Linked DNA regions of Mus musculus: regions 2, 3, 4 and 5 are each linked to region 1. The links are chromatin contacts, called in public promoter capture Hi-C maps. All regions are on one chromosome and are shown on one strand. The core of a region is the stretch at or near the end of the contact, and the rest is flanking DNA. Distances in the headings are between cores, read along the strand shown. Region 1 holds the start of Ptp4a1 (protein tyrosine phosphatase 4a1). Region 2 overlaps Prim2 (DNA primase, p58 subunit). Region 3 overlaps Prim2 (DNA primase, p58 subunit). Region 4 overlaps Prim2 (DNA primase, p58 subunit). Region 5 has its middle 22 kb from the start of Gm24901.

What was found. Promoter capture Hi-C pulls out the DNA fragments that hold promoters and counts their contacts.
Region 2: a promoter capture Hi-C map of pre-B cells shows a contact between it and region 1. The contact joins the enhancer-like site here to the promoter of Ptp4a1 in region 1. A contact is called at or near these places in 8 of 39 promoter capture datasets (the 3T3-L1 cell line, the C10 cell line, the HPC-7 cell line and 5 more) and 4 of 115 datasets of contacts at active chromatin or transcription factors (astrocytes, embryonic stem cells, epiblast stem cells and 1 more).
Region 3: a contact with region 1 is called in a promoter capture Hi-C map of pre-B cells. The contact joins the enhancer-like site here to the promoter of Ptp4a1 in region 1. A contact is called at or near these places in 8 of 39 promoter capture datasets (the 3T3-L1 cell line, the C10 cell line, cranial neural crest and 5 more), 1 of 115 datasets of contacts at active chromatin or transcription factors (embryonic stem cells) and 1 of 9 other capture datasets (liver).
Region 4: a contact with region 1 is called in a promoter capture Hi-C map of the HPC-7 cell line, with 11 times the contacts expected there. The contact joins the enhancer-like site here to the promoter of Ptp4a1 in region 1. A contact is called at or near these places in 8 of 39 promoter capture datasets (the C10 cell line, the HPC-7 cell line, cranial neural crest and 5 more) and 1 of 115 datasets of contacts at active chromatin or transcription factors (embryonic forebrain).
Region 5: a promoter capture Hi-C map of liver shows a contact between it and region 1, with 4 times the contacts expected there. The contact joins the enhancer-like site here to the promoter of Ptp4a1 in region 1. A contact is called at or near these places in 5 of 39 promoter capture datasets (cranial neural crest, hippocampal neurons, liver and 1 more) and 1 of 115 datasets of contacts at active chromatin or transcription factors (astrocytes).

What each region holds. Positions count from the first base shown.
Region 1 is chr1:30,947,818-30,952,585 of GRCm38.p6, reverse strand. It overlaps Ptp4a1 (protein tyrosine phosphatase 4a1), which reads left to right and starts at 2,831. Exons shown (of 6, transcript NM_011200.2): 1 at 2,831-3,037. It overlaps LOC115487084 (a long non-coding RNA gene), which reads right to left and starts at 2,715. Exons shown (of 1, transcript NR_164183.1): 1 at 1,248-2,715.
Region 2 is chr1:33,612,710-33,617,477 of GRCm38.p6, reverse strand. The region is part of intron 7 of Prim2 (DNA primase, p58 subunit); the gene reads left to right. Among named protein-coding and RNA genes, the nearest start is that of Prim2, 55 kb to the left of the region's middle. Within about 2 kb of position 2,692, at least 4 of the 459 cell types and tissues checked have an H3K27ac peak or open chromatin away from gene starts, as enhancers often do.
Region 3 is chr1:33,592,867-33,597,634 of GRCm38.p6, reverse strand. The region is part of intron 7 of Prim2 (DNA primase, p58 subunit); the gene reads left to right. Among named protein-coding and RNA genes, the nearest start is that of Prim2, 75 kb to the left of the region's middle. Within about 2 kb of position 1,879, at least 36 of the 459 cell types and tissues checked have an H3K27ac peak or open chromatin away from gene starts, as enhancers often do. A contact at or near this core is called in pre-B cells and second pharyngeal arch cranial neural crest, where this site is marked.
Region 4 is chr1:33,533,374-33,538,141 of GRCm38.p6, reverse strand. All of the region lies in intron 7 of Prim2 (DNA primase, p58 subunit), which reads left to right. Among named protein-coding and RNA genes, the nearest start is that of Gm23453, 110 kb to the right of the region's middle. Within about 2 kb of position 2,666, at least 13 of the 459 cell types and tissues checked have an H3K27ac peak or open chromatin away from gene starts, as enhancers often do. A contact at or near this core is called in the HPC-7 cell line, where this site is marked.
Region 5 is chr1:33,211,317-33,216,084 of GRCm38.p6, reverse strand. No RefSeq gene overlaps it. Among named protein-coding and RNA genes, the nearest start is that of Gm24901, 22 kb to the right of the region's middle. Within about 2 kb of position 2,009, at least 18 of the 459 cell types and tissues checked have an H3K27ac peak or open chromatin away from gene starts, as enhancers often do. A contact at or near this core is called in liver, where this site is marked.

The DNA.
Region 1 (4,768 bases), core at 1,582-4,081:
AAAAAAAAAAAAAAAAAAAAAAAAAAAAAAGATTTACCCATAGGATGTTTTAGTTTTTAGGTTTTATTGCTATCCTAAGCAATAGTGACAGTGGCCATTGCTGTATGCCCAGTTTTGCTAAAACCTTTCTTAAGCATGGTAATGGGAGCTCTGCCCAAGTATCTACACTGCTACCCAGCTCTAGCTATCTGGTTACTTGCCCATACCAAATATACTTAGTCCACATATACATTATTTGGTGGTCCCCAGTTGATAATGTCACTTGTGATCTTTCTGTGCAACAATATCATTTTGCTATGTAAATGTAATCCTTTGGTGGGGCTTTTATGGCCCCATATAATCCAAGGATTCTGAGAGTGAAATCTCTTTATACACTTGGCATAAACAGAATCATTGTTTACAGATGTGCTGTGCTTAAAAGATTCTCTATTCTCATTCGGATTTGATCTGTTGCCTTCTGAGGCCTTTAATCTTCCGTGGTGACCTTCCCTGCATTGCTTATCTTCTAGGTAATGTTTTTGATACTTAGCATATGCTGATAAAAGCTCCAAGGACAGGTTTTATTAAGGAGCTTCAAGTGGCCATCTTGTTTGGCAAAAGTGGTTCCCTTCCACTTAGGATTTCTGGAGTCTAATCACTAGATTTTCAAGGTTGTTTTCTTCTTTTAAAGTCTGTTAAATAGAGGTGCTTAATGTGCCAACCACAAGTGGGTAAGTCCTATTGACTTGGTCCACAGGGATCTCCTTGCTCAATGTTGGGATACTTACTCCTGGGATCAGCTTCCAACTATTCAATGACTAGAACAGACACCCTCAGCAAACAAAGAAACCAGCCCAAGACACCAAGTAACAGCAGCTGCCAAAGAGACTCTGACTGCCTTGTGAGAATTGAGTGGACTGACCAACAAGTTTATATCTGGTTTAAGATACATTCTTTCAGCAGCAAAGGATGGAAATCTGTCCCTTTCCAAAATAGGACTGGGTGATAATTCCTTATAAAAGGATAATCCCGGTGGAGACAATTCCCCTTCCTGAGAGCAGAAGCCAATCTTCTAGGGCTCAATGAGGACAGCTAACCAAGTACCATACATCAGCAAATATCGTCAGCAATTACGGGATCTGTGGATTACACAGCTCACAATTTGCATCACGAGTTCTACAAGGAAACCAAGACACTGATTTACCTTTGCTTGCTATTTGCTCAGTTATTTTAGCTCACCAAATTCCCCTTTGGAAAAGGTGTCATTATTTTTGTTTTACAGTGTTGACCAACCTTTGGAATAGGGGAGGCAGATTTAATATGCCTAAGTATGTTATTAATACAAGTTGGCCAAGCTAGTCACTAATTATTCTGCCCATGTTTTTCCAAAGCTTAAGTAACACTTACCCAAAGTCACTGGTCATATGAAAGGTTTTAGTTCTGTAATACTCAATCTGTCTTCGGTTGAGTTTCCTGGTCTGCTCAACTTCACTTTACTGTTCAAAGACTTTTCTTTTAATCTCCCTGCATTTTCTTAGGACTTACATAATTTAATTGTTACCTCACTTTACCTCTATTTGTGAAGGGATCTATGCTTCAAGTTCTTGACTTTAAATGGATCCCTGGCCAAGCAATTTTTAATGACGATGAGTTGCTTTTTGTTGTTGTTGTTGCTGTTATTAAAGGTCTGCCCCCCCCTTTTTTTAATGTACTTACGTTGCTTACAGATTGCATGTTTATAAGACATTTAAGTAACTATGCAAGGAAGTCTCTAAATAGAAGTGCTAATAAATCACAAAATTCGGTACACAATAAGAGAGAGCACAACTTATGATTTCTCCGGCCTAATGTGCAGAAAAACAGGGAACAAAAGGCCTCAGTGTTATTGGAAAGCTGAGTTCTCCAAAGCAGGTAAAGGTCCTGTTTACCTGTCCTAGACAAGCGAGCAGAAAGGGTTTTCAGATAAAAGCTGCCCTTGTATGATCAGAAACAGCTGCACTCAGGCTTCACTTAGAAGCCTAGATTAAAAGGACACTGGAACAGGACTGAAGATCAACAAAAGGGGAAAGCTTAGCTTTTGACGCAAAAACTTACATCAGCCCTTGATAAAGCCGAAGATTCTTAATTTAAAAAGAAAAAGAAAAAAAAAAAGCTTCCCCTTAGCAAAAGCTAACCTTTCATTATCTGAGAATGAGCAGCAGTACAAAGGATGCATGTGATTTCGAAATGCCACAAACGAGCCAACTGCAGTTGCCAGAATCAGCAGTTTAGGGGTGTAACCTAAAAAGAAAGGGGGTGGGGGGAGAAGAAGAAAGGCTAGGAAGCAACTAGGCTTCACGTGCCTCGAAAGAAAAAAAAAAAAAAAAATAGGGACATTTCCTGGGTTCCACCGGCTAATCTCTGCGGAGAGCCTTCCCACACGTGGAAGTGCCCGTGGTGACGAGAATCCCTAGTCCCAGACTAGGGCCGGGCTCTGGAGCGGTGAGTCAGCCGCCCAGCGGTCATGCGACATCAATATGGAGTGATGACGGAGATCCCCGGGCGCAAGGGCCAAGGTAAACCGTTGGCCAGCGCGACAGAGCTATGGCCTCGGGCTACAGGGTTCCGCCCGCCGGAGAGGCGTTCCAAGTTGAGGCGAACTCGCGGCTCTAGCGACCGGAGCGTTTGGTGGCGAGGACCAGCCAGCACACCGCGCCATTCATCAACCGGTTCGCACCGGTGGCGGCTGCCCCGAGTGACGTCTGCGTCCCGGGCCCCGCCTCGAGCCGCAGGCGTCCCGCGCCGTGATTGGCTGCCGCCTGTGCGCACGTCGCGCCGGCTATAAAGGGGCGGACTTGTGACGCAGGGGCGCCTGGGCGCGCGCATTGGCTCTGGGCTGCGGCCGGCTCGGCGACGCTCCTCGGGCAGCTCACTGCATGGTCGTCTGGTGCCCCCGCCGCCTGCATCCCCGCCGCCGCCCCGCGACGCCCACCGCCGCCTGCCCTGCCGCCGCCGCCTGCGCCGCCTCGGGACCGGCTGTATGATTAGGCCACAATCTTCAATGAGTAGACATATTCCTGTGAGTACCGCGGGCCCGGCCTTTGTTAGAGCGAGCGACCGAGGAGGGAAAGGAGGGTGGCCGGGCGACCGAAACGCCGGCGGCGGGGCCCGGACCCGGAGCGACCGGCAGGGCAGCCCAGCGGCTTTGTGCGCGTGCCACCCTGCGGCCTTTGTTCCGAGAAGCCGCGCGGGCGTCGTGGACGTGGCCGGGGCGGGGCGGGGCTGCGGGGGGACCGGGACCGGGCGCCCGGGGCCTCCCAAGATGGCCTCGGTGGCCGCCCGCGCTCGCCACCGTGAACCCGTGATTGCGGACCTCGCGACTGTGCGCGCCGCTCAAGCCCGGGCTTGCCGATCGCCGCCGGGCTTCGGTAGTGGCGACCCGGTCGGCGGAGGGGGACTCTGACTCGGCCCCGAGGCGGGCTGCGCGTGGGGCGGTCCGCTCTTGGGCTGGAGCAACAGGAGCTGCTGGGCAGAACTGCGCGGCTCCTGTTGAGCGAGCAGCCCTGCACCATTCCACCGCTGGCGAGCTGAAATTTCCACGGTGTCGGAACGGTCTGTGCGGTGACCAGAGGTCTGGATTCCGGAGCTTAGGGGTCATGAATCCTATCCTGGCTTGCTTTTTTTAATTATTATTATTATTTTGCTGTTTGCTTCGTGCCGGCTAAAACGGTTGGAAAACCAGAAAATCGCGATCTGTTCCCGGAAGGAAACAGCGCTTGCACACGCGCTAGATTGGGCGCGTTACCTGAAACCTGAGTGTATTTGGAACAGAATTGGATAAAGCAGATGATCCCACAGACTGGTTTGATTCTAGAGTCTGACAGACTGAAGCTAATGCTACACACATACACACACACAAATGATCCTTTTTTTTTTTTTTTTTTTTTTTTGCTTATGGTGCATGCAATTAAAATGGGACGATCTCGTCGTGTATCTTGGCTGCCTATCATGTTGAGGTTTTGCCTGTGAGGGAGTGGGAGGATATTATTAAGAAGGATTTCGGTGGTCTCCACTGTTTTAACAGAAGTGTCCTCCAGCCACTGGGTGGCTCCACTCATTTCAAAGCAGTTCAGGAAAATTTTTTTCTTGCTGCCCTCCAGCTTCCTAATGGAACTCTTTAAAAGCTATATCGGACCTGTGTATGAATGTTCAATAAAGTGCCAAATTAACAAAAACAAGGAAGAAAAAAATTTAGGACCATTTTATATACACGGGCAAAAGATTTTTATATATGCAATATATATACATATGTATGTATTTATATATATATGTATATATATAAATAAATAATATTTTTGAGATTATTGGAGGGAGTCTGCTCTCTGAAGTATTAATCTTTACTGGTAATTTACACTGGGTTTTTTAACGCACTGAATAGATGTACTTTGTGAGGGCACGTGTCGGGAATAAGTTGTCTTGCTTGTGGTACCTCCTAGTAAATAAGAGTTTGGGGGATTAGTTCCTTTGTTTCACTATAAAAATAGTCAGGGAATTTTTGACTGATTTTTTTGTTTGTTTGTTTGTTTTTTTGTTTCAAGATTTTACTTGAGTAGTTTGCTCTGAAGGACAACGGTTGTCATTGAGTGTTCTTGTTACTAAGTGCAACTGCTTTTCTTTCCACCACAAACTGCCTAGAGTAGATAGACCTTAAAGGGTTTTGTTAATTCCCATTTTACTTCTATTGGGTTTATCTGAAAGGCTTTTATGCATAGACTCTGAAAAAGTATCGTATGACTATGAATATACTAGT
Region 2 (4,768 bases), core at 1,443-3,942, 2.7 Mb before region 1:
GGGACCTCACAGCCTCCTCCTCCTCACTGGGACCTCACAGCCTCCTCCTTCTCACTGGGACCTCACAGGCTCCTCCTCCTCACTAGGACCTCACAGCCTCCTCCTCCTCACTAGGACCTCACAGGCTCCTCCTCCTCCTCCTAACTAGGACCTCACAGCCTCCTCCTCACTGGGACCTCACAGGCTCCTCCTCCTCTGTGGGAAGCCACATGTGCCGTTGCTGAGTGGCACTGACTACTGCTGGCCACCACGCATAAGATTGGACAAACAACCAATGTGTACATATGCAGTAAAGTTTTTTGCAAAGACACTGCCTGGCCCAGGCATGATAATGAGGTTCTGTAAGGTACTGAGAGTATAACCAATCAGATGTGAGACATGCAAATGAGGTATGATAATGAGGTTCTGTAAGGTACTGAGAGAGAGTAGCCAATCAGATGAGGAACATGCAAATGAGGCTTAGTGCATAACCAATCAAGGTGTGAGACACGCCCCCTCCTAGGCCTATAAAAGCAGCACCAGTTCTGGGCTCGAGGTCTTTTCGCCTCTACAATCAAGCTCTCCCAAGCGCGCGCAAGACTCCTCCTCACTAGGACCTCACAGGCTCCTCCTCCTCTTCACTGGGACCTCACAGGCTCCTCCTCCTCCTCCTCACTAGGACCTCACAGCCTCCTCCTTCTCACTGGGACCTCACAGTCTCCTCCTCACTGGAACCTCACAGTCTCCTCCTCCTCACCCACTGGGACCTCACAGCCTCCTCCTCACTGGAACCTCACAGCCTGTTGCATACTTGTGAGGAGAAAATGGTAGCAAATCCAGTTGCTAGGAAACAGCTGACGACTAAAATGGTGTTGTGAGGGTCTTGTACATCCGGTTCTTTGACAGTTCTGCTCTCAGAGAACAAAAATTTACTCAGCCACTACAGAGAGAGCCCTATCACCTGTCGGTTTTTCAGTTGGAAAGTTTTTGCACAGGGGGAGCTAGTAATATGAAGTGTTACAGGAGTAATTAAGCATTAGGGTATAATTTTTAACAGTGACTGGACATTGAAAAATGATTATGTACCTGTATGGCTTTGAGTTTCAGTTTTCTGACTCATCCTTTATGAGAGAGAGGAGGAGCTAGAAGCCAGCACATTTGGCGCATTAGAATTAGCATAGAGAGAAACCCTGTTATTTAAACCAACTTGGTTTTACAGAGGTAGGTCAGCCAGTGTAGTAGATTCTTCCATGGATTTCATTGCCTAATCTGTGCCAGAGAAAAAATACTGAAAAGCACTATTTGGCTTTCTTTTGTAACTGTTTGTTGTTTATTTTTGTCATAACTGTAATTTTATGTTTTTGAACCCAACGTCCTGTGCATACAAGGAAAATGCCCTGCTTTTGGCTTTCCCCTAGCTCCTAGCAAAAAGATGGTCATTTAGTATCAAGGCAGTACCCACTGGTAAGCATGCACCGAGTCAGGCGAACGGCTACTGCGGAGACAAGTATGACTAGATATCCCAACAGGGCAGTTGGGGAGCGAGGTGGGCAGCGGCATGTTGTGGTCAGTGTAAAAAGAGGGGTTTGGGAAGTACAGAGACAGCAGACAGTGATGAGCTTGGTTTTCCAACTAAGTGCTTCAAAGATGTCACCTTTGGCTTGAGTTTGGCAAGGCTCTTTCTGAGATGCTAGGAGCATCTTGACCTTGTCTCCTTTGGAGGGCAGGGGAGTGGAGGATAAAATGGCTGCTGCTTCCCCTTCTAACTTCTCTCCGGGTCCCTACCCTGGGCTGGTTAGTCCTCCTGCTCCATTCATCAGCTGAGCACTGTTCACGCCCAGGACTGTAATTCTGCGTGTTCAGCTTCACTGCTTGTCCGCTTAATTGCATGCATGAATGTAGGGGGTACAGAATCTAGCTTCTGAATTATACAAGTTGAAGGTTTGTGTCTCAGAAATAAAATTCCTTGGAAGCTTTTTCCCTTATTTAAATAACCCTGTGAGGTTAGGTTGGCCGTTTTAAAAGTTATAGTGGTTCAGAAAATATTTCTTCTAATGTATCCCAGTAATTTGTAAATTCAAAGTAACAGTCAAAACAAAAGGAAAGTTATGAGCAGTTGCTACTATAGCATCCTGGGGAGGTGGGACTGAGGGCACAGTACAGCTTGACTTCCCTTAAAACTCACAGCGTCAGAGTTTTTGTTTCCTTTCTACGTTTTATTTTTATTTATTTATTTGAGTGATTAAAATGTTTGAATGAATGGGCATTTTGACTGCATGTGTGTCTGTGTATCTCGTGGCTGAGGAGGCCAGAAGAGGGTTTTGGATCCCCTGGTAGTGAGGTGCCATTTGGGTTCTAGAAACTGGATCTCAGTTCCTTGCAAGGGCAGAAAGTGTTCTTAACCACAGGAGCCATCTCTATGGGCTCACAGGGCTATAAAATATGGCCCCGTGTCTGTATTTTAAAATGGGAGCTTACCTGTATTACATTGAATTGCCTCATTTTCCCTCTGCTCTTTCCCCCTCCAGCCACCCCAAGGTGACAGCCCCCTTTTCTTTGCTTATTATTTTATTATTGGGGTGTGTGTGTGTATTGTTTGTAGAGCTATGATTTCAAGGCTGATCACTCTGCATTGGACAGTCAGTAAGAGGGCTTGTCCCAGGAGAGGCTGATTCTCCATCTGTGGCAGTCATCTGTTGTCTGTAGTTCTTTGTCTCAGGGTGGGACATTTCCCCTCTTTCATATTAACGTGTCCCTTGACTTGGCCCTTGTTTGAGGCTTGTTTGTACAGCAGTTTCTAGAGGAGACTATTTCACAGGCACTTCCTGGTAATATAGCTCTTACAGTCTTCCACTCCTTCTTCCATGATGTTTCTTGAGCCATAGATGCAGGAGCTGTGATGTAGATCTTATGTTGGCCTGGGCTCCCCACAATCTGTTGAACTCTGCATTGTCCCTGTTTGCTATAAAGAGAGATTTCTCTGATGAGGGGTGGTAGCTACACTTACCTGGAAATGTAGCTTATGTGCAAGAGAATTTGCGGGCTGTGGGTGGGGAGCTAAGTCTGTGGGTCTGATTATTCCTGTTCTTAATGGTAGGACTGGGATCTATTTGGTCTTTCAGTATTAATTATGGTGTTAGCTACCTGTTTTTCAAGATCTTTTTTCCTCAGAATTAAGAAAACTGCTATTTCTAGTTTCTGAGTTGCCTTGGGTGGCGGGTTATGTATGCATATTGAATTTTGTCTTTGGTATTTGTTTACTTATTGAAATGACAATGTGGTTAAACAAAATTTCATTTATTAATGTACTGATTAGACTGATTTAAAAGTATTAAACCAATTTCGCATTCATGGCATAAATTTACCCTGTCAAACTTGTTGCTAAATGTTTTATTCATTTGCCACAAAGGATATTGGTTTAGAGTTTTGTTGTACTATAATATCCGCCTGATGTTGATGCCCAGTTAGTGCCATCCTCACGAAATGATTTGATAGTTTTCCTCTCTATTCATTTTATATGACATTGTAGTAAAAAAAAATACAGTTTAATTATTTTAAGAATGAAATTATTTAAGTTGTCAACTTTTCTTCTTTTCTCTACAAAATAGATCTTAACCAGTATTGTATTATAAACTGACTTTATACCGTATAATTAAAATAAATATTTTTAATATTGAGGTATTTTTTGGAGAAACTGATTAAAATGTTTTATACTGATTTTAAGATTGTAAACCACCCCGCGGAAAAAAATTTAAGTATCAGAATATCTTTAGATAGATTTATGTAGTTTATAATGTTGATTATATGGCATGTAACATTTAGAACATTTATTCAAAGATGTTTTCTTAAAATATCAGAGTATTTTCTTTCTTGCCTTCTCCCTCCCTCCCTCCCTCTCCCTCCCCCTCTCCCTTCCTCTCTCCCTCTCTCCCTCCCTCCCTCCCTCCTTTGGGACAGGATCTTACTATGTGACACAGGCTGTACTCACCCTGTCACCCTCTGCGTTTCTCACAGGTATGCATAACCCCACCCAACTCAGTAGCATTAAATGACTATTATCTATCATCAAGTTTTATTTTTTTTAAGTATTTTTATGTGTATGAGTGTTTTTACTGCATGTATGTGCATGCACCATGTGCCAAAAGAGGGTAGTGTCCCCTGGAACTGGAATGGCAAGTGGTTGTGAGGTGCTGTAGATGTTGGGAACCAAACCTGGTTCTCCTTAGCCACTACGTCCTCTGTGCAGACCCTACCATGTACATTTGATCACTTCTTTATCCACCTCAGTGGCATTGAAATTAATTATTTCCAGTATTTTTGCAGTCACATGCAATGTTGTGTGCACTTCTTTTGTAAACCTTGGTTTTTATTTTTGATCTGTTCATGTAAGTTTAGAAATTATTTTGTGAGAAAGCCTGCTTTTTTGTTTGTGTATGTGCATGTTCCCGCATGTGCAGGCCAGTGTACATGTGTTGAGTCGGAGGCTGATGTTGAGTGTCTTCCTCCATGGCTCTCCACCTGAACCCAGTGTTCACCTACATGGCTAGCCTTGCTGGCCAGCAAGCCCCAGGATTCTTTTCCCGCCTTTTCTAGTGCTGGGATTACAGGCGCTTGAAACTCCAGTCCCCATGCTTGAATGGCTGAAGCTTACCAGCTGAGTGTCCCCAGCCCAAGTTAAGTGTGCTTGATAGCTTAGGGAACTGCCTTTTTAATGTGGTACATCAGCCTGTACTTACGAGAATGTCTGGTTCTATGTTATTCAATATATGGGATTTTAGAGTTATAGAGA
Region 3 (4,768 bases), core at 630-3,129, 2.6 Mb before region 1:
GAGTATTTGGTATGCCCAGTCCCTTCTGGCCTTCCAGATCTTGAGAAGTCAGGCGCTATTCTAATGGCCTTCCTTCCTTTCTATGTGACTTCATCTTCTTCCCTTGGAGCTTAGAGATGCTTTGTTTATACTTTTCATTTAGTTTTTTGATTATTATGTGTCTTGAGGAATTTTTTTTTTTTTTTTTTTTTTTGGGCCTGGTCTATTTGGAGTTCTATATGCTGTTTTTACCTTGACAGACAGCTCCTTCTTTAGGTCGGGGAATTTTTTTCTTCTGATTTTCTTAAAAATATTTTCTGTGGGCATTTGAGAAATGGCTCAGCATTTAAAAGCACTGTCTGTTGAGGTCCTGAGTTCAATCCCTAGCAACCACTTGGTGGCTCACAGCCATCTGTAATGAGATCTGGTGCCCTCTTCTGGCATGCAGGAACACATGCAGATAGAGCACTCATACATAAATAAATCTTAAATTATTTATTAATATATACACACATACATATGTATATATATATTTTCTTTTTTTTTTCCCTTCTGTTCCTTTGACCTGGATCTCTCCTTCTGTCCCTATTATTCATGGACTTGGTATTCTCATGGTCTCATGGATTTCCTACATGTTTTGTGCCTGGATTTTTTTATTTTTTAAAAGATTTAACATTTTATGACTGAGGCATCCATTTTTTTGTACACCATCTTCAGTTTCTGAGATTCTCTTTTTCATGTTTTATAATCTGTTTGTGAAGCTTGCCTCTGAGGTTTTTGTTTGACATCCTAAATTTTTGATTTTCAATCTTATTTCCATTTGGGCTTTCCTTAGTGATACTATTTCTTTATAAGTTCTAATTTTTATGTCTTGAAATGTCTTCATTATTTTATTAAACTCTTAGTGTTTTCATGAGCTTCCTTGAGCATATTCATAATTGCTATTTTGAAGTCTTTGTCTTGTGCTTCTGCTACATTCCATTCTCAGGGCCTACTCCAGCACAGTTGATGGCTTTCGGAAGAGGCACACCGTTCTGGCAGTTCATGTTTGTGGTTTTGTGCTGGGAACCAGGCATCTGGAGTTAGGATGTATAAGGTGTTTTTGGTGTAGATGTCTGGCCTTGTCTCTGTTGGGTGGATGTTTCATTCTTTGGTTGCTGTTGCTCACCTTGGATCCTAGGCAAGTTGGTGGCTGTGGTGTCCCAGTTGAAGGGTGCTTCTGTGGGAGTGGATATGGCCTAGAAGAGAAGACTGTGTCCCAGCCCCTGGGGAGCCCTGGCTACAATGTTCCTATTGATTGTTGGCTGACACAAGGAATGGCGATGGTTTGAGGCTAGCCCAGTGTAGGGCTTCTGGGTAGAAAGTATTTCTAGGGGATCAGGGGCTGACAGAAAGGAATGGAGGAAGAAAGAAGGCTAAGAAGGTTGGTGGGGAAGAGCTAGGCTGAGCCCCCTGGGAACGGAGGTTCTTTGAGAGGAAGGGCTCCTGCAAGTAGGCTGTTAAAGGTCTTAGAGTGAGTCTACTTTGCATGTTTAAAAATAGTATGTCCTAGCTGGTACTTTTTTACACTCACTCATAGGCACCTGTGGGCTTATAGATGACACTTTAAAGGAGAATCTTAAAAAGCAAACATACATATAGAACAAGTTCAAACATTCATATTCCACCCCTTGCCCTGTGTGTGTGTCTTTCTGTCTGTCTCTTTCTCTCTCTTTCCCTGTGTTTGTGTCTGTTTCCATCTCTATTTGTCTCTTTCTCCCCCAACTCCCCATCCCCTTCAGTCTCATTTAAGTGAGGAAACCCAGAGCTTACTTAGCCCGAGGTAAGCAAGTGCCCTCCCTGAGCTAGTCCCTAGCCTTTTGTTTACACTTTGCAAGCATCCATGCAGAAGCCTGCAAGTTCAAGTCACTGTTCTTAGGGCCTCCCAATCTGCCTGTGGTGAGAGCACACTCAGAGAAGCATCTCCTTCTCTCTGGGGCTGCATGAGGAAACCATTTCCCACCTGGTGTAAGAACTGCTTCTAAACACTAAGTAGTAACACATGGCTGCTTCAGTGTTCAGTGTTCAGACTGCAGCATGACCTTAAAGAAAGTTTAATTCACTTGTGGGATGATCTAGGCCATCCTTAGAGATGCACTCGATGATCTGTCTTAGAAGTGATGCTTGCGTGGTGGACCAGTTGCTGTGATGGAGACTTCCTGTCTTATCCCTCCTCTTTCTTCCGAGCCAGCATTCTTTCTGCTAAGACTTTCTAACCCATCTTTTTTCTCTTCCTCTGTCCTAGGACCCAGGGCCTTGAGCGTGCTCAGCAACTTTGTAACCACTGAGTTATACCCCACCCCTTCTTTTTTATATTTTATTCAATTTGTTTCAGACTCTATAGGAGGTTACTTTGTTCTTGTTCTATAATACAAAAATCAGTTTAAATTTTATTTAATGCTTGGCTGAGTTCACTGTATGTTATCCCAGGAGAGGCTTGGTGTTGGCTCCCGCCTTTTCTACTTAATATTGTGTGTGGATTAGTCACACTTCTCAAGGCCATGGCTTTCTGAGCTGGAAGAATAAGCCTGGATTCATAGTATTGTGGGCTTGATCCATGCCCATAGAAGTTAGTGAAGTTTACCATGGCATATATTGTTACCAGTGCAGCTTTCTTATATAATGTTACTGAAGGTACTCAAACCAAGGGCAACTCTTCTGTATTTTGAAAGCTCTTTACTTGGATGAAGTCTCAAGAAAACTCATGAGACTTTCTTCCCCAGTCTAGTTCTTTCTGTGGCAGTGACCAACGGTGCAGGTAATGAGCTATGCAGTCAAGGAGGCTGCTTTCCTGAGCCCATCTAGTGCAGTCAGTTATAATTGTTGAGTAAAAGTAATCAAAGCAGGTGTTTCTTTTAAGTTTTCCCTTCCATTGTACCTTTCTAACTGTTCTCTTTGACCAGCCTTGCTTTCTGAAAACATGGTGTGGTTTTCATTGGAACAGATTTCAGGGTCCTCCATTCTGTGTAAAAAGTCACCTGTGGGCCTTAGGGGAGGTTAAGCACACTGGCATATGAGAATCATCATATTTGACATTTCCCATATTTTGCTGGTTACTCTTACTGTGGCCAGGTAGCGGAGGGCACAGAAACTCTTGATGGCAAATAGATTTCTGTCAGAGGCAGCAGAGGAAGACAGGAGGAGCTGGAAGTTCCTGCCTCCTCCTTTGCTGTCCTTTGCCTGGGACACTAGTCTTTTGCTTGGATTACCCCATTCCTTCTAACCCCCCTTTTAAACCTTATTTATGTAGACTAGCCATGCTGGAAACAGCCTGATGGGGCTCTGGGCTTGATCCTCAGCACCAAAATAGAGACAGAGAACAAAACAGCTTGATAAACCACAAGGAACTTTGAAAACCAAAGAAGAAAGCAACTAAGGAAGGCACTGTGAGAAGCGCCCCTCCATTGTGGTTCTGCTCCTGAGACTCTGAAGAAGCGAGTCACTCATGTCTTCCCAACAGCTGAGGGAGGGAACAGCTGGCTTGGCTGAACTTTGCCTCCCATCTTTGATTTGAAGACTCTTTCTCCTATTGTGGAATGAAAGCTGTCTTCTATCAGGACTGAACACAGTCAGATACTAGCTAAAGTGGAGGAGGCTTCCATATTCAGTAGCTAGTGACAGCAGGGCAGAGGCTGGCTCTATTTTGACACATGTCAATAAGTGACAAAACACTTTTTGTTATAAAATGCTTACTCATCATTTTAAACTTAGAAATCTTTTATACTTCTAATAGATTCTCCTATGGCGCAATTAGAAAACCAGATTTTGGGAAAATTCAACCATCGTTTTTCATTAATAAAGTCATCCCACCTCTGCCTTTTGTCTGTCCCCTTTTCTTCTTGCTGTCTCCCTCATGGGTTTTGTTCTTTTCCCTCATGCTCTAAAATTCAAGAACTTGCCGAGTCTGTTGGCAGCTGTATTGACTGGGTTGTAATTTTTAAAGACCATGGAACAACATTATTTTGGTTGAAGGGCATTTAAATGAATGGAGGGCGAACAGGCCACATCATATTATAAATCCTTATAAGGACTTTAAGTTTCTTCTGGAACATAATGTGATTTGTCAGTTGTCACCCTGTGTGAATTACAGATATCATCAATCATGAGAGAGAAAAATTCCTATTTAAATGTTTGATCATTTGTCTTAAGAAAATGTGATTCCCCCCGCCCCACCCCCCCATTTCTTTTAGAGTCAGAGCCTGATAAGCAATAATGAGTTGGATTCCCACTGGCAGCACCGACCACTGGGGAGTGTTCATGAGTGAAATCCAGGTTGACTTGTCTTAGATTAGATGCTGCTCACACAGCCCTTGGGGTTCTTGAGCTCCAAAGCTGTGGTGTTGATGGGCAGAGGGCCTGTAATGAAATGCATCTCTGTTTGTTGCATTTCCTGTGAAGTTTCCCTCCTTCTGTTTTCATATGTATATCTTTTCTTGTTCTTGATGAGAACCTAAGTGAAAAAGAAAACTGGGTGTTCCTTCTATGGGTTCTTCAATGTAATAAAATTGCATTATCCCAGTTAGATCTGTCCACATATGTATCTTTAAGAAAAAATATTATTTTGTGAATTACCTTTGAATTACTTTAAGATTGTTTCTTGTTATGTGGTGTTCCTAGGAAATAGATTCCTAATAATGGACAGCTTTTATAAATTTACCCGCTGAGAGAGAGATAGATGTTAGCTTGTAATATCGTTGTCACTCTTTGTCTTTGATTACATTTCTCACTTGGCTGTTGGTTTTTGCTCAAG
Region 4 (4,768 bases), core at 1,417-3,916, 2.6 Mb before region 1:
GTGTACTGCTCCAAAATCCACCTTTGGGGAAGCCACAGCAGCAGGAAGGTCCATATCATACTTGGATCTCTTCAAGATACTTTTATGTATTCATTTGTATGTTTATGAATTTTCACCTACAGCATGTTTGTGCACCACATGCATGTAGTGGCTGTGAAGATCAGATTCTCTGGAACTGGTACTACACAGGGTTGTGAGCCACCATGTAGATGCTGGGACCTGAAACTAGATGCTCTGCAAAGAGCAGCCAGTGCTCTTAAATGTTCAGTCATCTCTTTAGCTTAAGTTTTTGGTTTCAAACATCTGAATTCAACTCTTTTAATCTGGCTGATTGATTGATGTTTTGAGGACAGGCCCTCATGTATGCCACAGTGGCCATAAACTCCCCATCTTCCTGCATCAACCTCTTAAGTGCTGTGACTATTTGGCCACCAGACCAGCTCTAAAAGACAATAGAGCCCTTGCTTTGCCATTGACATTAGTACACTTGGCCACCTGCCTACGGTTCTGGATGTCCTCCTCGACTTTTGGTTCCAGAGCTCCGTGGCCTGTACTTCCTTTGTATTTCTCATGTTAACATCTTTCTCCCACAGCGGTGTCAGCTGTAGTTTGGGTATTCATCTTGAATCCCTGCATGCACTGTACTCCTTAGTTTCTCTCCTTGCTGCTGTGTAATCTTGCCCTCTGCAGTGCCTTTCACTGCTGGAGAAATAGCTCGTCCTCACTTGTCTTAGGTATTTCAGAGTCAGGACTAATGGTGTGGGAGATAGATACTATGGAGACAATCTTCCACCTCACATCTGCGTGGTAGCCATTTAAAGAGGGCTTGTTAGTTAGCAAGATGTGTTTATTTTTGTGTGTGCACATGTGGGTATGTGGAAGCCAGAGGCCAGCCTGGGTGTTGTGCCTTTGCTGGTGTTCCTTTAGTGTTACTCGTTGGGTGTTGCCTACCTAGGTTTTTTTGAGACCTGGTCTCTTACTAACTCTGAGCTTGTTGGATAGTCTAAGTGGACTAGCCATGGAGCTCCAGGGAACCAGCCACCTATCACTGCTGCCCCAGAGGTCTCATTATAAATGCACACTACTATGCCTGGCACCGTTTTATGAGGTTTTGAGAATCAAACTTAAGTCCTCATGCTTGAATGGAAAGAACCTGGCTTCCTGAGCTGTCTCCTGACCCCATCCTCATTATTTGTACCCAAACATTATATATATCTCAAAATTTAAGATTATTTAATGATATCAATCTTTTAAGAATTGTTTTTATTACTTTTAAGACGATGTGTGAGTATATGCACCACTTTTTTGCAGTACTCTAGGAGGCCAGAAGAGGGCAGCAGATCTCCTTGGACCTGGAGTTACAGGTGATTGTGAGCTGCCCATTGTAGGTGCTAGGAACCAAATTCATGTTCTTTGAGGAGTGAGCAGTATGTGCCTTTAAATGTGGAGCCATCTCTCTAGCCCCGTATCAGTCTTCAAAACACAGTTTATCTAGGCATCACCGAGTTCAGTTGTAATAGCTCATCCCTGTACTATCAGCACTCTAGAAATAACGCCATGAGGATCACCTTAAGTTTGAAAGTTTGAGGCCACCTGATCTGATCTACATGATGAGTTCTAAGCCACTCAGGGCTATATAGCAAGGCCCTGTCACAGGAAACCCAGTGGGGAGGAAAATCAGTTAAGCTTGCAAAACTTGTATTGCTTAATTCAAATGTGCTAGATGTATTTTTAGGTCTGTCTTCTCAATACTGTCTCAGGCCTAGGCTATGCTAACTTGTATGCCTGTTCCCCTGAAGTAACCATAACCTGGGATTCATAAAGAACAAGTTTTTGTGTTTTCTATATGTAAACAAACAGAAACAAAAACCCTCAAAAGGTAAACACCCCCCAAATTTGAAAATGAAATTTCTTTCTTTGATTACTATTCATTTTAACTTGTAGAGAAAATACTTTATATATCTACTAATAAACACTTTGGTATGATAGTCTATTGTCTTTTCAGAAGGCTGATAACTGTCATTTAGTTTTGATTTAGATTTTTTTTTTGTGAAAGCAGAAATTTGAAAACTTACCTATCAAATGCAGACATACAATTTTTTGTTCATCAATTAATAGAGTGAGTTGCAAGTTCTTGCCACACATTCTGAGCTGGCTATCTGTTATGAGTCTGTTAATCATTATTGCTAGGGCGGTGGCAGCCTCAGGGAAGAATGGAGCAGAGAACCAATACAGTAGCTTAGGGAGGCATTCGGAGAGCATCTGTGATGATGATCTCGTAGTGACAGCCTTAGCCATTTGAAGTCAGTGTACGGCCCTGCCGCTTTCTGCAGTTTGAGGATAGGTTCCCCACCATGCCTCCTTCACCCCAAACCATGCACTACTTTTGAAAATGCGAATTGTTTTACAAGATGCAGAGGAGAGTCCTCAGGCACATTCTACTCAGATCTCCAGTTCAGAAATCATCCTTGGTAGATCTTTGTCCAAGTCTGCATTTTGTTAATACAATGAACACCATGGCCAAAAGCAACTTACAGTCAGTCAGTCAGGGCAGGGACTCAACAGTAGCCCAGGGAAAGAAACTGAAGCAGAAGCCATGGAGGACTGTGTACTGCCTGGGTCCCTCTGGCTCATCTTCTGTTTCCTTTTACCAAACCACAGTAGCCATCAAGAAAATGCTCCCCCAGGTCAGTTGGATGGAAGCCATTCTTCTGTTGAGGTTCCCTCTTCCTCCTGATGTGTCAGGTTGACAACCAGATTGTTGTCAACCATTACAGTAAACTGAAGAGTAAGTTGGTGGTAGAGGAACTCAAAACCAAGTCACTCTGTCCTGGGAAGCGGAGTTGTGACAGCTCTCTACCAGGGACTCTGCTGCTCTGTCTTGTGTAGCTGGCTGGGTCTGGGGCAGCCACTCACTCTCGGTTGAGTACCTCACTAGTGTGGCCCCAAAATGAAAAGTTTGCAGATGTTGGATGTAAGGTCATTGTAATAACTTTAACCTGAGAGCCTAAGAGAATTCTTTGCTGATTTTAATTAGGGAAGAAATTAACTCTTAATTTGAAAACTTCAATCTTTTAGTCAGGGATAAATTAGGAAGGAAGCAAAACAGAAGGCAGGCCCGGTAGAAAATGGAGATGTGTTAATAGTTCAGGGAGAAGGGCCGGAGGATGGACAGAGATGAAGGACTTGAGGAATTTGCCCGTTTGGAGTGAGCAGCTGTCTTGTGGCGCTGTGGTAGAGAGGTGTCTGCTTCCATCTAGAAGAGATGCTTAATTAGGAAGCTGTGGAAACTGACAAGTGCTTGGAGAAGTCCAGCTTGTCTGTTCTGTTCTCAGAGAACTGGCTTTTAAACCATCTAGATAGGTTAATTAAATCTGCTTAGAGAATAGCTTTGGTTCTGAGACATGGAATCGCTAACAATGAAAGTGATATTTTGCAGAGGGATTTGGCATTAAGAACTACATTATAGGATAGGCCGAACGTTTGCCTATAAAATCTGATGACTTTGATAATCTTTCTGGTGGTGACACACTAGGCTGGCATTTTTCCTAGACCCTAAAGACCTGCTTTTGCTAAAATTACAGCATATTATTGTGTCACAGTCTTATATTTTAAATTCATAATTTGTGCATGTGTTGACTTAGGTGAAACCTGGAATGCTTGCTAGTCATTATTTGATCAAATTATGTTGTTGTTTGTTTTTGGATCTGTTCTGCCACGAACTTACAGCCCCAACCCTGAGACCCACAGTAGAATATTTTAAACATTGTATCGCTATTTTTATTGATATAATATAAACATCAGTTTGGTAAGTTGTTTTCTGATTTTGGGAAATCTTTCCTGAGATCAGCAGTGTGAGGATACAGTGTATAATAAATACCAAAGGATGTCTTGTAGTCTGTTACTTTTCCTCTGACTTTGTTTTAGTAGAATATAAGACCTCTTTTAATGAGAGATTTACTTGTTTTGTTGTCTTGAGTCTGTTTCACATTCTCAGACTACATCGGGTGGATGAGTGTCTTGACTTCCTAGTGGAAGTTCTCAGAGGAAAATGCAGTTCACATGGCTGTGAACACACAGAAGAAGCCGGTCTGTCTGCTGTTGGTTTGATGCATGGCATTTATTGCAAGGGTTTGGCTTTCAGTTTGGTCTCCAGGCTTCATTTGAGGTCACATTTCAGAGTTAAATACATTTAGTTTGTTTTGAGTCTTAGGAGATGTTCTTGGTTTCTTTCAGTAATGTGGTTGTGAAAATTATGGAAATTATGAAGGAGTCGGTGTGTATTCCGATTTCCTGATTACTTAGCCATAAGTGGAAGTTCCTCTCCTTAATGCTATCATTTTCCTAGTATCATAACTGGAAAGCTTTTTATACATCTTAATGTTTAGTGCTTTCTCAGATTTTCCATACAGAGATAACATGCTTGTGAGTAGAGGCTCGTCCACAAACTCAGATGTCTGGGCTCTTTTCTTACATTCCTTTCTCATCATTTGAAGTGTAGTAACTTAATTTATGTCCTCAAGACAACGTAGTTGGCTTTCACTTTTGTTTTGCTTCTCTGTGCTCCTGCCTCAGCCTGTGCTGGAAACATGGAGTTATTCAATCCTGATGAATTAATGATTAAGTCCTTGATTTAAAGCAGAAAGCGTTCTCTCATATTTGTGCATGGCCTCCCTGGCTGCCTCCCCTCCTTAGTGTCCCCTCAGCTGTCCTGTTTGTCTTCAATGTTACCCGCCCCTCCAGCCCACCACTCTCCTGACCCTTTTCT
Region 5 (4,768 bases), core at 760-3,259, 2.3 Mb before region 1:
CCTCAGCCTCAGCCTCAGCCTCAGCCTCAGCCTCAGCCTCAGCCTCAGCCTCAGCCTCAGCCTCAGCCTCAGCAGCATAGATTATTAGACAAGCTCTAAATGTGAACCACACATTCTGGTGGCAGTCCAGATAAAAGGACACAAGAGAAGGGAGATATGAGAGAGAAAGCAAACAGGGAAAGCGAATCTCCCTTCTCTTGTGTCCTTTTATCTGGACTGCCACCAGAATGTGTGGTTCACATTTAGGGCTTGTCCAACCGCTTCAAATAATCTGCCAGGAAAATACTTTGCCTTTTAGTTGCTTTTAGACTTAGTCAAGTTGACACCCAAGATTAGCTATCACAGAAACCATGTAAAGGCCTTACTGCATTTCACACTCAGTTAATTGGAATATGTTTGTATCATCCCAAAATTTATTTGCATTTGTTTATGCTAAAACAATCAATTATCATAAGTTAAAAATCCACGTCCTTTTAACATTTGGAAACAATCAAAACTTATAAGCTTTGCAGTAGAAGGCTTCATGGGTGAGTTAATATACACACAGTAGTTCAATTTGCTGCAAAAGACACATGTGTCTTTAAATATGTATTACTGTAGGGAAATTGCTATCGTTCTCATGCAGTTCACAGCATCACAGGGCAAGGCAAATCACTGACAAATCATTTGCATGTGGTTGCCACTGGCTAAAGTCACAGACCACTGTCCACCCTTAAACTTCCTACCTACTCTGCATGCAAGACTTTGGGCCCAAGACAGAGATTTATCAGCAATAAATCCAATAAATATTAAAGAGGAGAAGCAGTCTCACGAGGTAGGGCATTGTGTTTTTCTCTGTTTATAAAGGAATACTTTTATTCATTTCTTGCTCTTCTTCTCCAGGGTAGCGTGCTAGCAAGCATGTCTCTGGTTCTCTGTCCCTGTCTTTATGCGTGTGCTTGGCTTAGATGAGAATGTGTTCATTTGGGAGTGCACAAAGCATGCCAAACCTCCCTATTGATGGTTGCTATTTCAGAGAGGCCCATTGCTAAACTGCTATTAAAGGTTGGGCTGTGACCATTGCGAAGGCTGTCGGCAGCCTTTCCATCAGGCAACCCTCTTGGCACCCCAATCCCTCCCTGCCTCCAACTGCAGTCTGCTGTAATGCATTAGAATTCAAATCCTCGGGTGCTTGGAGTAGCCAGGCAGCAGACCCAGAGACCCTTTCAAATCAGGGTTTTTACACTTATTCTAATCCATGGGAGATGCCAGTGTCTTTCTGCTTGACAAAAGCAGGCAAAACTGTACAAAAGAGGCTGCTAAGACAGTCTGGCAGGGGAAGCTGAGCCCTGTTCTCTTATGGAAAAATAATAAAAGCAAATCCACATCCACTGTTCATTGTGCTAATCTGCTATTTTCACTGCTAGGGGATGGATTCAGGAAGGAAATGACACAATGAATAAATGAGAGTGAAAGTTGGTTCAGGCACACACCAACCTTTAGCCAGCACACAGTAGATCATGTGGTTTTTACTCAACAGAGTAAATATTAGCAGTCACCTTCTCTTGCTGTTGGGTAAGGCTGAACATTAAGTTATTGGTGGTGACAAGGACATGACTTTACCAGGTCATTCAAATGTGGCTTAGCTCTGGTTACCACCTAAGGCCGAGGAGTAGTATGGATCACATAGCTGAGGAAGAGTTGTCTGACTCAGTAAATTGTTGCTTAGAGTGCCCAGATGCAGATCCTGCTCCATCATTGATTAAATGTGAAGATTTGATCCCATTTAAAGGTTTTTCATGCTCTGGAGAGGGAAAAAAGGGATGATGCTAGTATCTCTAATGCAAATGAGATGAATAGACCAATGAGAAGAGCACCAAGATGTTACTTATGGGTAGTCTGTAGACCTGCTTCAGCAGCATGGCCCAGGGGCACTGCTAGAAATGCAGATTCACCAGTTGTATTCATGTACAAAGAATCAATTTCAGCAGAATGCCTATTGACATTAAATTGAGAAATATGATTGCTACATAGACACTGGCCCTAAGAACTCTGTATGGCTTGCCTCCCTGGTAAGCTGTACCAATAATGACCAGACTCCCTGGCTGATTTTACTCTTCTGTTCAGGCTCTAAGCCAATGGAAGAGGCTTTGGTTTCTCTGACACCGGGCTCTGAATATTGTGATTTTTTGGTGGCCAGTGAACAACGGCTTTGCAAACCTGTTTTCTGCATTATAGTGGACCAACATGCTGATCTCCAATGGTTTCTTTGCCTTTTGATCCTGATGTTTCTGGCTAGAGCCATCTAATTTGTCCCATGTATCTGTGTCAGCTTGACTCAAGGCTTTGGATTCCACACTTCATTCTGATGCTTCTGTGTTAGCTGCCAACTGAAGCAGATTCCTTTAGGTGGAAGCCCTTATTAACACACCATCAAGGGTCCTTTCCTTTTGTTTCTGCTTAAACTTTTTGCAGAAAACTGGGCAAGCCCAGAGACATTCCTGTCTTTCGTTTTTAACTTTTGAATGCGTGTTCCATAACCTTGAGCTAAGCATGCCCCCAAATGTGCCTGCCATCTTTCCTTCTGGAACAATAGGCAGCACACATTGAAGAATGCTTTGGGAGATAACTTCCACGCTCTACTCTCTGCTGTAGAGAGTAAGTCTCCATTCTTACTTCTTGGTGAGCTTGTTTTTGGCTTTGTATGCATCAAGATTCATATTCTTTACTTTGGTTACTCTTGCAGTTCATCTGGAAGGTTCTGTGCTTAGTTTCTCTTCCTGAACAAAACAAGAAGAGTATAAGGAACATATTAAAAGAAATGAAAAGATTATTTCATATTGCCCTCTAAGGCTTGACATTACACCTAAATGTTTGATTTCTACAGGTGTATCCAAGAAGAGATTTTCTCACAGAAATTTTATAGCAGATAAGAGAACTCAGCCTTCAAGGGATACAAAGGTCGACAAAGCAGTGTTTCTGGATTTATTGCGAGGGTGTGACATTAAGACCTTTTAGTAGTCAACATTCTTTTGGATTTAGGGAAGAGATTATCACCACACCAGCTTGCTTTATTTCACATCTAACGGTCTTTTGGTAACATGGCATAGAAGCAGAGACCTTCCATAAGCTTTCATGTCAAGCTTATCACAATCCCATGATGCTGGGCCAGCAAGGCAGTGACATTGGATAGGACCAGAATGCCAGAGCCTGTGGATTGCGCTGAAGTGAAAGGATGCAATTGCATGTGAAATGGACAGAATAAAAGCTTCAAGGTCACAGTTAAAGTAGCAGGGCAACCTATAAGAGACTGGAATTCACAGAGAAAAAGGCCTTTATGCCCAGGATTAAACTGTCAAAGGGGAGAGGCTAGCTGCTTATAAACTGTGAGGTGACTGTGACTCGCCGACTATTTCAGGCATGGATGCCCCAGCTGCTTGGGAGGACAAGTCAATAGCTCAACTGCTTGGCCTTTCACAGGTACTTCCTTTTCATATGGTGCCACGTGGGCAGTATAAATCTGTAGGTGAAACCCTGGTTCTTCATTCCTAGGATTGACCGCATGGGCGCATGCCCCTGAGAGGAAAGGATCATTTAGCAGGAGAAGGTTGAAGGTTCTAAAACTGTAACAGCCAAGGAGTTGTTTGGGTTCCATCCAGTCATCATTAGCTACGGGCAACGGCAAGCAAGTGACACTCTGTTGACTTGTACAGTTGGCTGTCTCGTTGCTGCAACCACGAGGTACTCTTCAGAGTTGGGACCTGCCTGTACCATGGTGAACAGAACAAAATACACTATGCCTATAGGCACACATCTAGGAACGAAGGACCAGAAGGCACTGCAGTGTGAGAGCTTAGCCCTTCAGAGTCTACTGTTTAGAAGTTATCATCCTTCTTGAAGATAGATTTATCCCATTTCCTCACTTTTCCCAAAGTTTAGTTTTAATCTTCTGTGTGAGATGGTATTTATGCTAGAATCAACATATATAACACTACCACTATCATGCATTTTTATTTTCATTCATGGTTTTATGTGGTGTCAAAGTGTATACATACTGTGTGTGTATGTGTGTGTGTGTTAGTGATGCATTTTCTTTCTGTTAAAGAATTTATTGCTTGATATGGTTTTAAAACTATATAAATTCAGAATAAAGATTGTATAGCTTAGAAATTGCATGTTTTCCCCTTGACTAATAAATTTATTGCATTCTGATACTTCTTCATGGTTAATCTTGAGGGGTTAAGATAGATACTTGCTGGAAAGCACCTATTCTATCAACCTGATTGAGATCTATTAAAGATGCCTGCATGAAAATACAACTGGAGGCTGAGAGGGAATGATAAAGCTATTTGAACTCTCCTGTGGAAGGCAGATGAGATTTAGCCCACGTGGCCTCATTATGTGTTACTAAGAGAAGTCAGACTAGAAGTCACATGGAGATGCTTTACCGCTACAGAAAGGAAAAATTCTAGCGACACTTTGGTAATAAGAAGATTGCTTGAAAAGCCTGTGAGTATCCTATCCCTAGAAATTATAGAGTTTTTCCTAAAGGTTATTTTAATCATTTGATGACTGGTTAGTTACTCTAGAAGCTCCTAAAAACCTGTCTAAAACTAGTGGCCATACCAGCATGTTAGATTAACCCCAGGGAGTATGCAAATACAAAGATTACTAGCTATAAGACAACCTGACTTATGAACACCGTGCTATATATAAAGCTTCTCAGTGGGTGTAATAAGACTGTGCCAGAAGTGGACTTGTGTTGGGGTTAGGCCAGGCTACCTCCAAA